2 separate regions of the Drosophila melanogaster genome follow, and region 1 is linked to region 2. Evidence: chromatin contacts called from public HiChIP or PLAC-seq data. All regions are on one chromosome and are shown on one strand. The core of a region is the stretch at or near the end of the contact, and the rest is flanking DNA. Distances in the headings are between cores, read along the strand shown.

Region 1 (6,511 bases), core at 2,536-5,035, 110 kb before region 2:
CCCCGTTTATTCCTTCGCTTTGAAAATAAGCGCAAATAAAATATGCAAAAAGGCGTAGCGAACTTTATGATATTTGACTTTGTGGGACGCTAAGAAAAAAAAATCACACGAAAAAAACGAAACCAAAAAATGCCAACCGAAAAAAGCGAAGCAAACTTTTATTTTAAGTTCAAGTTAACTTTCTGGTTAGAATGCTGCGAAGGGATGATGGGCAAAGGTTCTCGGCAAAAGGGAAAAGAGGTAGCGGTTAGCATTCAAGCACTAAAGCTTCGGAATCTTAGATACCCCTCATTTTACCGACATCTTTTGCATATATTTAATAATATAACATTTTACTTTTTACTGTTTTCTATATAAACAGAAAAATATTTATTTGAAGTACTTTCGGTTTAGTTTCTTTTTGTAGCAATGCAAGTTATTTCTGAAAGGAAAAACCAGTATGTGCAAAACGAAAGTAATTTTATTAATACTTGTTGAAAATGGTAAAACAAAGACTATATAGGTCCGTGCAACATTATTGTAAACTTACCAGTGGTTCCTCACCTGTTATTGTTTCGTACTTCGGTTACATTTGGCTGCCTTCAGCTTTCCCGGGCAGGACTTTCATTTTGGCCCATAGAGCAAAGCGAAGGGAATAATTTATTTGCAAATCAAAGTTGGCAGCGAGCTGCGTATATTAGCAATGTGCACTCGCATAGGGATGTTATTTTTGCCTTCTTTTTGGTTAGCTGCCTAGTCGAAAATTTAATTTCCCAGCTCTACCTAGCACTGTGTTTTATTTATGATCTTGATATGCTTATTCGTACCTTTCTGCAAGTTTTCACAATTCGACTTGGAGTCATATTTCATATTTCTTTCTTTGGCTCAGTAAAAACTTGGCCAAAACGGCTGTGTGGATGGGGTGGCTGGGCTGGGCCGGGCTTTAGACTGCCTGCTGGTTTCACCTTTTGCAACCTTTTAGCCAGGTCTCTTCCGCTCCTCGAATTTTCTTGGCCTCCCCCAGTGCCTTAAACATATGACTTCCGTAATGTTTGCGTGCACAATGAATAACTTACTTCTATGTTATCCTTTTGTGCTGCTGCTGCTGCTACTGCTCCTGCAGCTGTGCGTGTGTGTGTGTGTGTGTGTGTGTGTGTTAGTGGGTTGGTCCTTGGGTCGAGGCACACACCCCATATAATATATATTTGTGTGTACTATATCCCAGTCCCAGCTGCGCTTTAAGTCATAATTTTGCATGCGAGCAGCGACAGCTGCTTAAAAATGTAAGCTCAGTTGCTTCTAGATTAAGTTTGCCCTGTTCCTGTTCCATTTAACATTTACTCCATTAGATTCTCGAACGTACCCAATCCTTTTTTTAGAATTTTTTAACCACATTTTATATACGATTCTATTAGTCAACATGTTGTGAAAGCCAGTTTCTGCTACAGAATGTGTTCTTTTTTAATTGATTAAAGTTACAAATTACTTTGGAAATACCTAATGGTTTTAAATTATATATATGATATGTTTTTTTTACAATCAAGGATATTATTATACAAATCAATGCAAAAAATCATCCACTCAGATTAGAAACTCACATCAAACACGCGCTCGTTAGCCGTTGTTTTCCATTGTTTTAGCAAGAATTTTCTGTTGTAATCAGCGAGCTTGACAAAATTACATTTATCAAGGCGGCAGCAACGGCGTTGGCGATAAACAAATTACGTTTCTTTTTGCAACTAATCAAAAGTAATCACTTTGCAATTTTTCGACAAAAAGACAAACACAAAGTGAGCCAAAAGGAAAAAGCCTGACACAGGAGAGTTAGAAAGTGCGCTACTTTGAAAGGCGGTGGCAAGGAAAGTCTGAGGAAAGTCTGGGGAAAGGGGGCTCCTGCCGTCAACAGCTGCCATTTGCTGCTGGCATTCACATCAAAAACAACAGCAACAGAGACACTTTCCCGCCCATCAAGGAGCCGAACATACGCGACAAAGTTCGCCAAACAAAATCATGATAAATGAACCCGACCAACAAACAAACAAAGCGAGAAACAGAGAGTTTCACAACGGGCTAAACTTTTCCTTGTCTCTCCACTGTGTGTTTTTAATTTGACAAAAGAGCGAAGGAAATTAGCGGGAAAAGGGCAAGAAAAACAAAACTCATGCTGATTGAAAGGGGTGAAATGATTAGGCAGAGTAGAAAAGTTGGGAAAATGCTAGGAAAAGGATATATTCGAGTCGTAGAGCACCCTAAAAATTAATCCAAATAGAGATTATTGAAGCAAAAGGAGTAATAAGAAAATAAATTGGAAATTCTTTAAACTTTTTTTTTTATTTAGAATTATTTCATCATCAATAAAAAATAAACACAGAAGGATGAAACATCCAGTCAGCGAAATAGCATTCCTAGAATATCCTGCGGGAAAAATAGAAGTTCTGTTAGCAACAAAATTGTTTTCCATACCCCGCCGTTGTTCAATGGACGTAAATAATTTGGGCAGTTATTACAAAAGCTAATTACAACGGCACTTACCACTCTATTCATTCCGAAACCCCACCGAATAAGCCCCTTTTGTAATTATGTTGCCAAAAAACATTTTGGGCACAGGCCAGCGAAAATATCTCGTATTTGTCTGTCTGGTCAATGCGATGCATTTGCCACACGCAATTCGCAATTCGCATAAATTTGCGCAAGTTTTTGGACCGGAATAAAACGAATATAGAGTAGTTATAGTTTTTGGCTGGCGGTGGTGGCAAAGGGTAACTTTCATGTCGCGGACGATGAATGAACATCGATTAGAGCGCTACTAAAATGTTTCGCAAATTAACGACCACCGAAATGGATCGCGGCTAAATAATTTCTGTGGCTACCGTGCGTTCGCCTCCATTATAAAATATAGCGATTCGTATTAAGTTTTGCACTTTAGATTCGATTAAAAGGTAAATTAAGTGATATCAAAGTATTTAAAATGCAAGTATTTTTGTAAGCGTACAGAAAAAAGATAAAGCTTTCTCTACATAAATTTGACCATTTTGTATGAGCTTAATAGGTACGTTCTATCAATATCCACGAATGCATCTAACTTTAGTTAGTGAGTGTAACCTAATATTATTATACTTTATATTTGACCCATCAATTCTGTACTTTTCCATTGACCATTCCCATCTTAACAATCATAAACCCATAATTCCCTGGCCATCATTAGGGAAACTTCAACGACTGTCCATCAATTAGACGTGAGCGGAAAGCTGCTTCTTTTCGTCTGTGGACTTTCTGACCCCTTGGCAAAGTCGAATCAATTGATGTCAGGTGGGTGGTGGTGGTGGGCATCGGCGATTCCACCTTGGACGGTCCATTAATGATTGAAATGTATTCAATTGTCTGATTCGCTGAGTGGAGGAGGAGTGAGTGGATGAATGGTCAGGGACTCGCAAGTACAATGCATGATTAATGATCTGCAGACGTTTTGGGCTCTTTTTTAGGCGCCAGCATTTGGGGCGTAGGAATTAAAAAATTATTAGAGATGGGCGTGGTGTGTAAAACGCGTGGGCATCATTCATCGTTATCGTTATCGAATTATGCGGCAATTACTTGCGGGAATCATCGAAGCACCAGGGCCCTTCCTCCGTCTGTCTGCTTAGCATTTGTCAATCATTAATCACACAATTTATGTTAATTGAATTGACGTCGATTTATGGCAATTTTTCAATCAGATTTCCGTAACATTTCCTTTTTTTGTTGCGTTGTGTGCGCTATCCCTAGCCTGAACTGTCAGTTTTATATTGATTTTGCATAAAAAATCAAAATCAAAATCCAACCAAACAACCCCCCACGACGACGACAAGGACGATGACTATGATGATGATGACGATGTGACAATAAAATGTCCGCAGTGCCCATCGTTTGGCCATGGCCATAAAATGTATCCATGGATGCATGAGCATAAGCGCTTTAACTGCAGCTCGCCCTGGTTTTATGGACAGTGCGTTGCATAAGTGCAATGTAGTTGATGATTTGAATTGCGGGGATTTAAAGTCTATTACCTAAAGCTATATAACTGCCTGAATTCTATTAAATGGCGAAGAAAATGGCACTAAGGAATCAAAATAAGTGTATTATAATAAAATATTTGGGGACAAATAATTGTAGTGAAGCATAACATTTTTAATTTAACTCAGTTGTTATACCTAGCCGTCAAACAATATTATAGCCCGAATCAGCTGAAACAATTGACCCAGTTAGCCGCGCACACCAGCACACACATTGTCCCACACATGCAAACACCGATAGTGTGTGTGTATTTCCGTTGGGTGGCACAAATTCAAGTTTACCCATTCGTAACGTAAGCCTGACACAAGCGTACCTCCTCTGCAGCCGAAGCGCCCATATTTGTTTAGCTTGATTACAGACCAAATGTGATTTAAGGCACGTTAAATACACACAGACACGTTTCCATCCACGCGTATATATCTGTATGTGTGCTCGAAAATGGCCAAAAGGGTAGGAGGATCCTCTGGTCCACAATCAAAGCTCAGACAACAACAATTTAGAGCCAATCGGACGGACGTTCGTAAGTGGAGTCGTGTCCTGCGGTCAGCTGCAGTTCCACTTCTCTCCCTGTCCACGTCCATCTCCAATGGAGCCATAAAATATGCAGGCACACGCCCCTCACATTCACCAACCGCCCACTTATTTCCACTTACCAACAAGAAGGCGACATTTGGTGGCGAAAATGTACTTATTTTTCCGCATTTCCAATAGCCGAGAATGCATAATGGCATAATCGTCAGCGATAAAAATTTACATTTTTAAATGTTTTTAAAAATGTAACATTTTTTACAATTTTCGGCCATTTAGAAATTAATAAACAAAATCCAGTTATCGGGCTTACAAAACAACAAAATCAGATGTGTACACATCAATAGGAAAATATTTTTGTTAAATTGCGGCTGCTTTATTTTGAACCAATGTCAAAAATGGATTACATTTATCTAAATAAATACTCAAAATTATGATGAAATAATAATAATAATAATGAAATTTTAATGCTTTTAAAATAATTCTTCACCTTATCGAATGAATATAAAAATTTTGCCATATCAAATGTGTTGATCAAACTGATGACTTATTTGGAGTCGAATTTTTGCCCGTTGATTAAGCATTCCCAGAAAAGTATGGTTGACTTAATCACCGAGAGAACTGCGGAGAATAGCCGGCAGATTCACTTGAGATACACTACTCTTGGAATGCCATCCGGAGTGATGCCCACTCAACGTTGTTTCTGGTGCAGGGGCATGGTTGTGATTCTGGTGTTGGGTCTGTGCCATTTCCGGGGATGCCGCTGAAACCACAGTCAAAACAAACTAACCTGAGCAGCACACGGTGATACGAGGACTGTCAGACCTGGAACAAATATTCACTTCACTATGCACTTGAAGAATAAGAGGCGAAGTTATGCATGCTAAATCAAGCGAAATCTTTCTTTAAATTTGTTTGTTAATACCAAAATGCAGACATACTAAAGTGCTGAAATCTAAATGCCTATCATGGTTTTTCAATCCTATCATTTGACTTGCCATTTGTAAATCACGGAATTGTATATTGAAGCCTTGCATATGTTTTGCACAGTGCTGCAATGTCTGGTTGACTTCATTGAGGTTGAGGGGCAGGTGATGTTGATGCCACGTCTCGGTTAACTCGTTGTTCCGTTGACCTGCCCCTGTTGAAATTGCCTGTACGGATAGTTTGTGGTCTAGTCTTGTAATTAAGTCGAAGTTTCCCGTTTTAATGCATACTACTTTTAACCGTGCTGCTGGCCTGGCTAAATGACAAATCGTTGCGGGCGAGAAACTTTAGGTGCTGCGTGTGCAGGGGATTCATAAAAAAAAGATGACCAAATCCTTTGATTTGTGTGCGTGCCAATGCCAAATTGCTTAATCTCCCTTCGCACGAACACTTGACCCAATTTTTAATCACTTTCCAAGCACACATGCTCTCTTTTTGTCCGTCCCGGCATAAATTTGTGTCTTAAAACTTTCCACCTGGCCAAGGCAAAAGTTTGGCTTGCACGTTTTAAGCTGCCCCTGCAGAGTAACCGTCCGAAACAAGCTTAAAAATTGTGAATAAACCCAAACTGGCATAAACCGCACTTATTCCCAACTCCAAATTCGAGATGGAATATTAAGGCGAATTATTTGCTCTTAATTTGAAACGAAAAAATGATTTTCAAGATTTTTTTAAGCTTTTTTTTAGATCAAACTAAAACAAATAATGATTAAAAGTATCTAGAAAAGTTTTTCTTATTTAACTTATAATAATTATAATTCTTATAACACTGTTAAAATCTTTCATTCTTCTAATTAGTTTATTAAAGTGTAATTATTTTTTTTGCAGACGACCATCTCTAGTAGCATTTCGGATTTCCGCAATATGTGCTACAAAATATTCTAAACACACATTTGTCCAGCTCGAAAGGGAAACAAGGAGGCCAGGCCAATTGTGTGTGAGCTCTGTTCTCGGACTTTTTTGCTGT
Region 2 (7,343 bases), core at 3,003-5,502:
ATCAGAGCTCTGGGTTGGTCTTTGCCATGTGCTGGAGTTGCTGCCGCTTGGGAAGCAGTGCGCCATTCATCTTTCATGGCAGCCGAGAAGCTACTAATTCGGGTCATCAACACTGAAGTTCCCATATAATCTAGTCGGAGTTCCAGGGCCATAAAGCTCAGGCCCATAGTGTGGTAAGGCTCCATGCCCGCCTCCTCCTTGATATGAAAACGTTTGTTGATCTTGTTCACCTCGAAACTACCACCCACAATACCACCCTTTGCATCTAGGGCTGATCCACCCAGATAGATCCCAGCATACATGTTCTTGTAGCCTGTGCTTCCGATCGAAAGGCGTCCATCCGATTGAAAGTCTTTTGTGAGCCAGACAACATTGCCACACACATTGCCAATGTTCATTTGCACATTTAGTTTGGTAAAATTAACTGCAAAGATGACCAGAGTCTCCCAGGCAGTGATTTGGTTCTTTTCAGAGGGAGGCGTTCCCGACGATTCGGCGCTAGAGGATTTGCCCAGATTTTTCAAGTGTCTTACAGCGCCAAAGTGTCCCAGCTGCTGCTGCTGCTGCGACGGTTGTCCATCAAAGTCGAGGCGCATGTTATCCTTTGCCCTAGAGGCATCTTCATTGGGCGTTGGCGTGGCAGGTGGGCAGCCAGTTGGTGTCTCTGCTCCATTTCCCTGTTGCTGCTGCTGCTGTTGCTGCACACTAAGGTCACCCAGGAAGAGCCTTCTCACAATCCTCCTGCGATACCAAGCTTTGGGGAACGCTAGGATCTCAGTCAATCTCCTCATGTCGTACTTAAAACTGGCACTACCAATATCCACAATGGTAGAGAACCGTATTACGGCTCGCGATTGATCAAGAGATCTCTTAGAACTGGGCAGAGGCTCAATGTACACCTTTCTGCAACGCGTAATGTGGAACTTGACGAACTCCACGTTGATACTCAACGAATCCTTCCTTTCACTGTCGCTGAGAGGTGAAAACTGTGTCTCCTTAGAAGTCTTTTTGCCACCATACGGATGGAAAATGAACACATTGAAGTCGGCAAGGCAGCCTGTAACACTAAGTCCTCCAGTGGGTAGCTGCTGATCTGGTTGGGTATGACCTCCTGGCTGTGCTGAGTTCTCCTCCTCGCTGCTCCTCTTTGAACTGAAAACAATATCCAAACTTGGCAGCTGAAGCATACATTCTACTCTAGAAACTGGCAGACAGCTAAATCTGAAGGTAGAAGGTTGCATATGAAAGTAAACTATTACATCCACCGGAAATGAAGCATAAGTCACATAGTTGGCAGGCAGTATGTCCAGATTAACACCTGTGTTGTGGGAGGGAGTTGGCGGAACACTACTCGATTGCCGAGCCGGAATGGGTTCTAGAGTCTGCTCTAGGAATTCCAAAATATGGGGTGATATGATTGTTTCCTCTGGTATACTCTGTAAAGTCATCCAAGCGCACAAAGTTGCTCGTTTGCTGCCCATTCGTCGTCCAGTTGGCAACTGATCTCCGGTTAGTTGCTCGGCCAGTGTTTTTGACTGATAATGAAGTTTTACATCCAATCCTGGGATGTGGAAGATGGTGAGATCCGCCAGCAATGCATTTGCATTGTAGCGCAGCTTGCTCTTGTCCCTCTGCCTTCTCGAGGGAGTTGGACTGCCCCAATCGTTGCCTATGCTTTTTTCCCGCTTATGAGATTTTACACTTGAAGCTGGCACACCACTTGTAGCTGCTCCCGATCCACCAGCGTAGCCTCGCTCCTCACCAGTATCCTTCGTATGGAGCACGCATTTTCCAGAGTTCACAAGCACCTTAATGTCCAGTTCAAAATCAATGTTGGGTTCCGGCTGTTTCTGTCCATGTCCATGCTTGCGTCGCATTTCCACGGAGGTGCCATCAACATCAATCTCACTCGGCGTGATATCCCCTCTCCAATCAAGCTCATTGTCAGCTGTCTCCGTGTCCGTGTCCGCATTGGGCAGTGAAGTCTGGCGCATAGCCTCTGTGAAGGTGACTCGTCCAAGAGCATTAACTCCCCCTCCAATGACTCCTCCTCCTGTTGTATGTTTTAAGGAAGCACTGCGGGAATGACAGGAGGCCGGTGTGCTTTGCAAGCTAGATATCTCATCATTGGACGCAATTGTGTCCAGTCTTCTGCCAGTATAGCTAACATTGTCCAGTGTTTGCGGAACGCCAACTCCACTCACTGAAGATCCAGATCCAATGTAAGAATGCGAGCGACCGTAGGTCTTCAGGGACCTTCTCAGCGATGGTCTTTTCCACTTCTGAATCATATCTCTACGGAAGTACTTGTAGCAAATGGCTTGTAGCTCTTGGAGTCGTCTTTCCTCGTGGGCCACGGTATTATGTGATGCTCCGAGAGTACGCAGATCATTGATAATCTTCAGCTGTTCGGCCATCTCCTTCTCCATCATGAAGGAACGCTTCTTGGAATCGATTGTGGGATCAAATACAAAAGCTGGCAAATTGTCGAAGTCTCCTCTGCGCCGCACAAACGTATCTCTGCAGCTCTGATCTCCTTCATCGCTGTCCGGTGATTCCATTTGGGTCTCATCCTCTTCGAATCCCGTGAGCATGGTAAGAGTGTGGCCAAGAGAACTCAGCTGCTTGCCAATATTCACATCCAGGTGAATATCCACGCCCTCCATTTGCCACTTGACATTCAACAGCCACTTGGCGTTCTCACCCTTCTTAGCTGCTGTAGTGCGGGAACACACCTCGAAGGTTCCCTCGGAGACAACGCAAACGTTCATAATGGGCTCAGCGCTGTTGGGCTTCCAGTCATCTAGATTTGTTTCAAAATCATCGGCAAATCGCAGGCACAGACCCTGGAACTTTCCCTTAGACACTAAAGCTCCCGAGTTGCAAGCTGAGATAATCGTGTTCTCCAGCGTGATTACAACCGCGCCCTTGGCATCAAAGTCTTGGTATGAACGGGAGCCAAAGGTCTGCAAAAGAAAATTTATGTGGTTCAAATAATCTTTATATTACAGATTTAATTGGATACATACCGTAGTGTTGACCTGTTTCAGGGGCAAGCAAATGCCCATGTCCTCCACGGTGAGTTGCAGGAAGAGCGTAGACAAATTTGAGCCTGCAATCTGGCCAAAAGCCACGCGATCGAACACTTGTGGATTCTGCATATTTTGGTTCTGATGCTGTCCCGAATACTGACTAAGGAGACTGTGCTGAGCGTGCTCGTGGCAGAGATTCGCACGCTTCTCCGCCCAGTACTCGTAAGCATTCTTATAGTTAAGCCACACGAGGATCGCCTTGTCCACGGCAATTGGCTGAACGTAGACCAGTGGTCTCTTCAGGGTCAGCAGAATCAACTCCTTGTCTTCGTTGAGCAGTTCGTCTTGGAAAGCATTCCTCAGGTTAATGGTAGTGTGGAAAAAGGCGTACTGCTGGAACTCCGGCTCGGCCTCGTCGAAAATCACATTGCGTATAATCTGACCCAGGGACAAGTTGAAATCTATGTGAGCCTTAAAGAAGAGCTTACGATTGCTCATATCGCCTAGGTTCTTCACACGGTTAGACAGCTGCAGCTCCAGGATTCCGGTCTCGAATCGAACAGCCGAGGAGCAGGGTGTAGTAGCCGTCAATTGGATGCGTTTCATGGAAATGTTGATTGAGAAGAGGATGCGCTTAAGCGAGGACTCCTGTACTGCTCCGGAACTATCGCCACTCTCTTCCGTCCACAGGGGCACAGGTTTCTCTCCTCCGTAAACTTTCTGCAGAACCTCGTTGATTTCGCGCATAAACACCTTCTGCACAAAGACCAGATGGTTTAGGAGATCTGTGGTCAGGCAGCGCTCGAACTCGCCGATCTCGGCGCTGGCGTTCACGTAGCCACCTTGGCGCAGGACAATGCCCTCGACATTTTCCGTGTGATCCTGGCGGTGGTCTGGAATGTATTCCGCCAGAACGTGAACAGGTGGCAGGCCAATACAAGCTTCCGATGGAAGGTTCATCTCATTCTAAAAGGAATTACAAAGAAAAAACACATTTAATTACATCTACAACATTTTTTAAGATCTTAGTTGAATTCTTTTCAAATACTGTTGCTGAGCTTCTTTATAAGAGTTATACTCCTTTTAATTATACATTAAAAACATTAATATGGGATAAGTTTCTTAATGAAATATTTAAATTGTTCCCGCTACACTTTTAGTGTTACCCTTTTAGGCAAAAGCTAAAAAATACTGAAAGCTTGGAGGCGATATGAAATAATATAGTTCAGCATTTTTGACGTGCTATTAATTGCAAAATTGAATGTGTCAGTGCAAAAAGATTATAAAATATTTGCACCCTGTAGTTTAAACAATAGTTTGACAGCCTTTGTAAGTGTGACACTTATATTCGCCCGATTATTTATGTATTTATGGGATACAAGAAACTCGATTACGGTTGATTATCTTATCGCCCCAACTGGACTACAAATTCTGTGTTTTTTTTTTCGCTCAGTTATTTTGCTGCCATTGAGGAACCACAATGAAGAGGAGCACCACCCAAATTCTGACCAGGTTGAGGGAGCTAATGCTCCGCGCCCAGGTGGGCGACTCCTGCGGCATATCGGCATACATTGTGCCCTCGGACGACGCCCATCAGTCGGAGTACCAGTGCCAGCATGACGAGCGACGCTCCTTTGTGAGTGGTTTCGATGGATCCGCTGGCACGGCGGTGATAACGACGGAGACCGCACTGCTGTGGACCGACGGTCGTTACTATCAGCAGGCGGAGAAGCAGCTGGACTCCAATTGGGTTCTAATGCGGGATGGTCTGAGCGCCACCCCGTCGATTGGCGCCTGGCTGGCGAAGAATCTGCCCAAGGGCAGCTTTGTGGGCGTGGATCCTCGCCTGTTGTCGTTCCGCGTATGGAAACCCATCGAAACGGAACTAAGCTCCGCGGAATGCCAGCTGGTGCCCATCGAAGGCAACCTCATCGACGAGGTCTGGGGTGAGGATCAGCCACCGCAAACCTCAAACAAGATTATAACCCTGAAACTAGAACATTCTGGCGTAACTATCGCCAAAAAATGGGACGTGGTGCGCCAGCAGTTGAAGGAGAAGAATGCTGATGCCCTGGTGGTCAGTGCTCTCGATGAAATCGCTTGGTTCTTGAACCTACGCGGCTCGGACATTGACTTCAACCCCGTCTTCTTCTCCTACTTGATTGTGACCAACGATGAACTACTGCTCTTTGTGGACTCTGGCAAATTGCCCACTGATTTTGTGCAGCATCAAAAGGAGAACAATGTGCAGATAAGCGTTTTGCCTTACGCCTCAATTGGCATTGAAATCAGTAAGATTGTGTCGACCAGGGAGTCAAAGATCTGGATAGCACCCACCAGCAGCTACTATCTAACTGCTTTGATACCCAAGTCACGTAGAATTCAGGAGGTAACGCCGATTTGTGTGCTGAAGGCCATTAAGAACGATGTCGAGATCGCAGGCTTCATCAACAGCCACATTCGCGATGGAGTCGCTTTGTGTCAGTATTTCGCCTGGCTTGAGGATCAAGTGAATAAGGGTGCGGAAGTCGATGAAATGTCTGGTGCCGATAAACTCGAGTCCTTCCGGTCGACAAAGGATAAGTACATGGGCCTTAGCTTCACCACAATTAGTGCTTCGGGACCCAACGGCTCTGTTATTCACTATCACCCAAAGAAGGAAACCAACAGGAAGATAAATGACAAAGAGATTTATCTGTGTGATTCCGGAGCTCAATACTTGGATGGTACTACGGATGTGACGAGGACCCTTCACTTCGGTGAACCCACTGAGTTTCAGAAGGAAGCCTACACTCGCGTTTTAAAGGGCCAACTGAGCTTCGGCTCCACCGTATTCCCAGCTAAGGTTAAGGGACAGGTTCTTGACACTCTAGCGAGGAAGGCCCTGTGGGACGTCGGTTTGGACTACGGACACGGAACCGGCCATGGAGTAGGTCACTTCCTAAATGTCCACGAAGGTCCCATGGGCGTAGGAATTCGACTGATGCCCGACGATCCTGGTCTCCAGGCGAACATGTTTATTTCCAATGAGCCTGGTTTCTACCAGGACGGAGAGTTTGGCATCCGTGTCGAGGATATTGTTCAAATTGTGCCAGGCCAGGTGGCACACAATTTCTCCAACCGAGGCGCCCTCACATTCAAAACCATCACCATGTGCCCGAAGCAAACGAAAATGATTAAAAAGGAACTTCTATCGGATGCGGAAGTAAAGCTGCTCAACAGCTATCATCAACAAGTCTGGGACACTCTTTCCCCAATCCTATCTCGCGAAGGAGACGAATTTACTCTGTCCTGGCTCAAAAAGGAAGTTCAGCCCATTTAATTGCATTTTTAACCCGTTATTTCGGTCATCTTTAACTAATATTCTTTCCCATGCATACACTTACTCTTTTCTCAAGACTAAAATATTAAAAAAAAAATGCTTTTATATACCTTTTAAAAGGGCTTATCTTAAATTTGTACGCTGAACAAATATTATGTAAAAAAAAAAAGTTTATAAATGTGTAAAGCTCACCTGAATTTTGGTATTAAAGCTGAGCGTGTGCGTGGGTAGGTCGATAACAAACTTTGCCCTCTGCCCAGTTACTCCCATGGAACTAACATGATTCATGCGATACTGGGCCTGCAGCGAAGGAAGTAGCGCAGCATTGATGGACAGACTCTGCAAGAGCACATTGAACTGCATGACCAGGGGCTGAAGCAATCCATTCTGGTGCTGTGCTGTGCCTGTCTTGGATTGCGCCATGTGTGCTGCCCGGCGAGCCGCCTGTTGCGGCTGCTGCTGGGCACCAGCTCCGCCGGAAACAGTGCGCTCCCGCATTTCGCTGGCCACTCCAGTTCCACTGCTGGCTCCAACTGAGTTGCGGGCATGGAACGGAGACTCAGGCTCCTCGGCGGTATGCGAACGCATCGTGGACCGACCAGAGTTACGCTTTACACGCAGCTCCTGTAGAGTGGACGACAACTGCTTAGAGCTTCGAGTCATCATTCCATGTAGGGCCACCGGATGTTGCGGAATGTCTATGTTAACAGCACCAATCGACAGCAGGCCACTGTTCTTATCCTTTCCACGCTTGGAAAGGCTTGAATAGAGAGTCTGGCTCTTACCCACGGTTACCTTTACTACGGTTCTGAAATGAAATACAAACGAGTTTGAATACCAATCACACAATCAGAAAATCAGGCAAAGTAGTGCTTACTGTTGACTGGGAGCCACTCCTTCGAGCAGCACAATCATGGCTCGTCCCACTTGACCAGTAAGGGAGCATTCCAAGGAGACAGGACGAGCCTTTTTCCTCCAAGTGGCTGTGC

What was found. HiChIP or PLAC-seq counts read pairs in DNA pulled down with a chosen protein or histone mark.
Region 1: a POLR2A S2P HiChIP or PLAC-seq map of the Kc167 cell line shows a contact between it and region 2, with 2.9 times the contacts expected there. The contact joins the promoter of lncRNA:CR45462 here to the promoter of ApepP in region 2. A contact is called at or near these places in 8 of 107 Hi-C or Micro-C datasets (the Clone 8 cell line, the Kc167 cell line, the S2 cell line and 3 more) and 1 of 6 datasets of contacts at active chromatin or transcription factors (the Kc167 cell line).

The regions. Positions count from the first base shown.
Region 1 is chr2L:17,015,323-17,021,833 of dm6, reverse strand. It overlaps lncRNA:CR45462 (long non-coding RNA:CR45462), which reads left to right and starts at 3,785. Exons shown (of 1, transcript NR_124319.1): 1 at 3,785-4,087.
Region 2 is chr2L:16,907,327-16,914,669 of dm6, reverse strand. It overlaps ApepP (Aminopeptidase P), which reads left to right and starts at 4,252. Exons shown (of 2, transcript NM_058061.5): 1 at 4,252-4,361; 2 at 4,486-6,441. The coding sequence starts at 4,513. The coding sequence ends at 6,354. It overlaps tweek (tweek,), which reads right to left. Exons shown (of 24, transcript NM_001299074.1): 18 at 7,232-7,343; 19 at 6,547-7,162; 20 at 3,030-3,998; 21 at 1-2,966.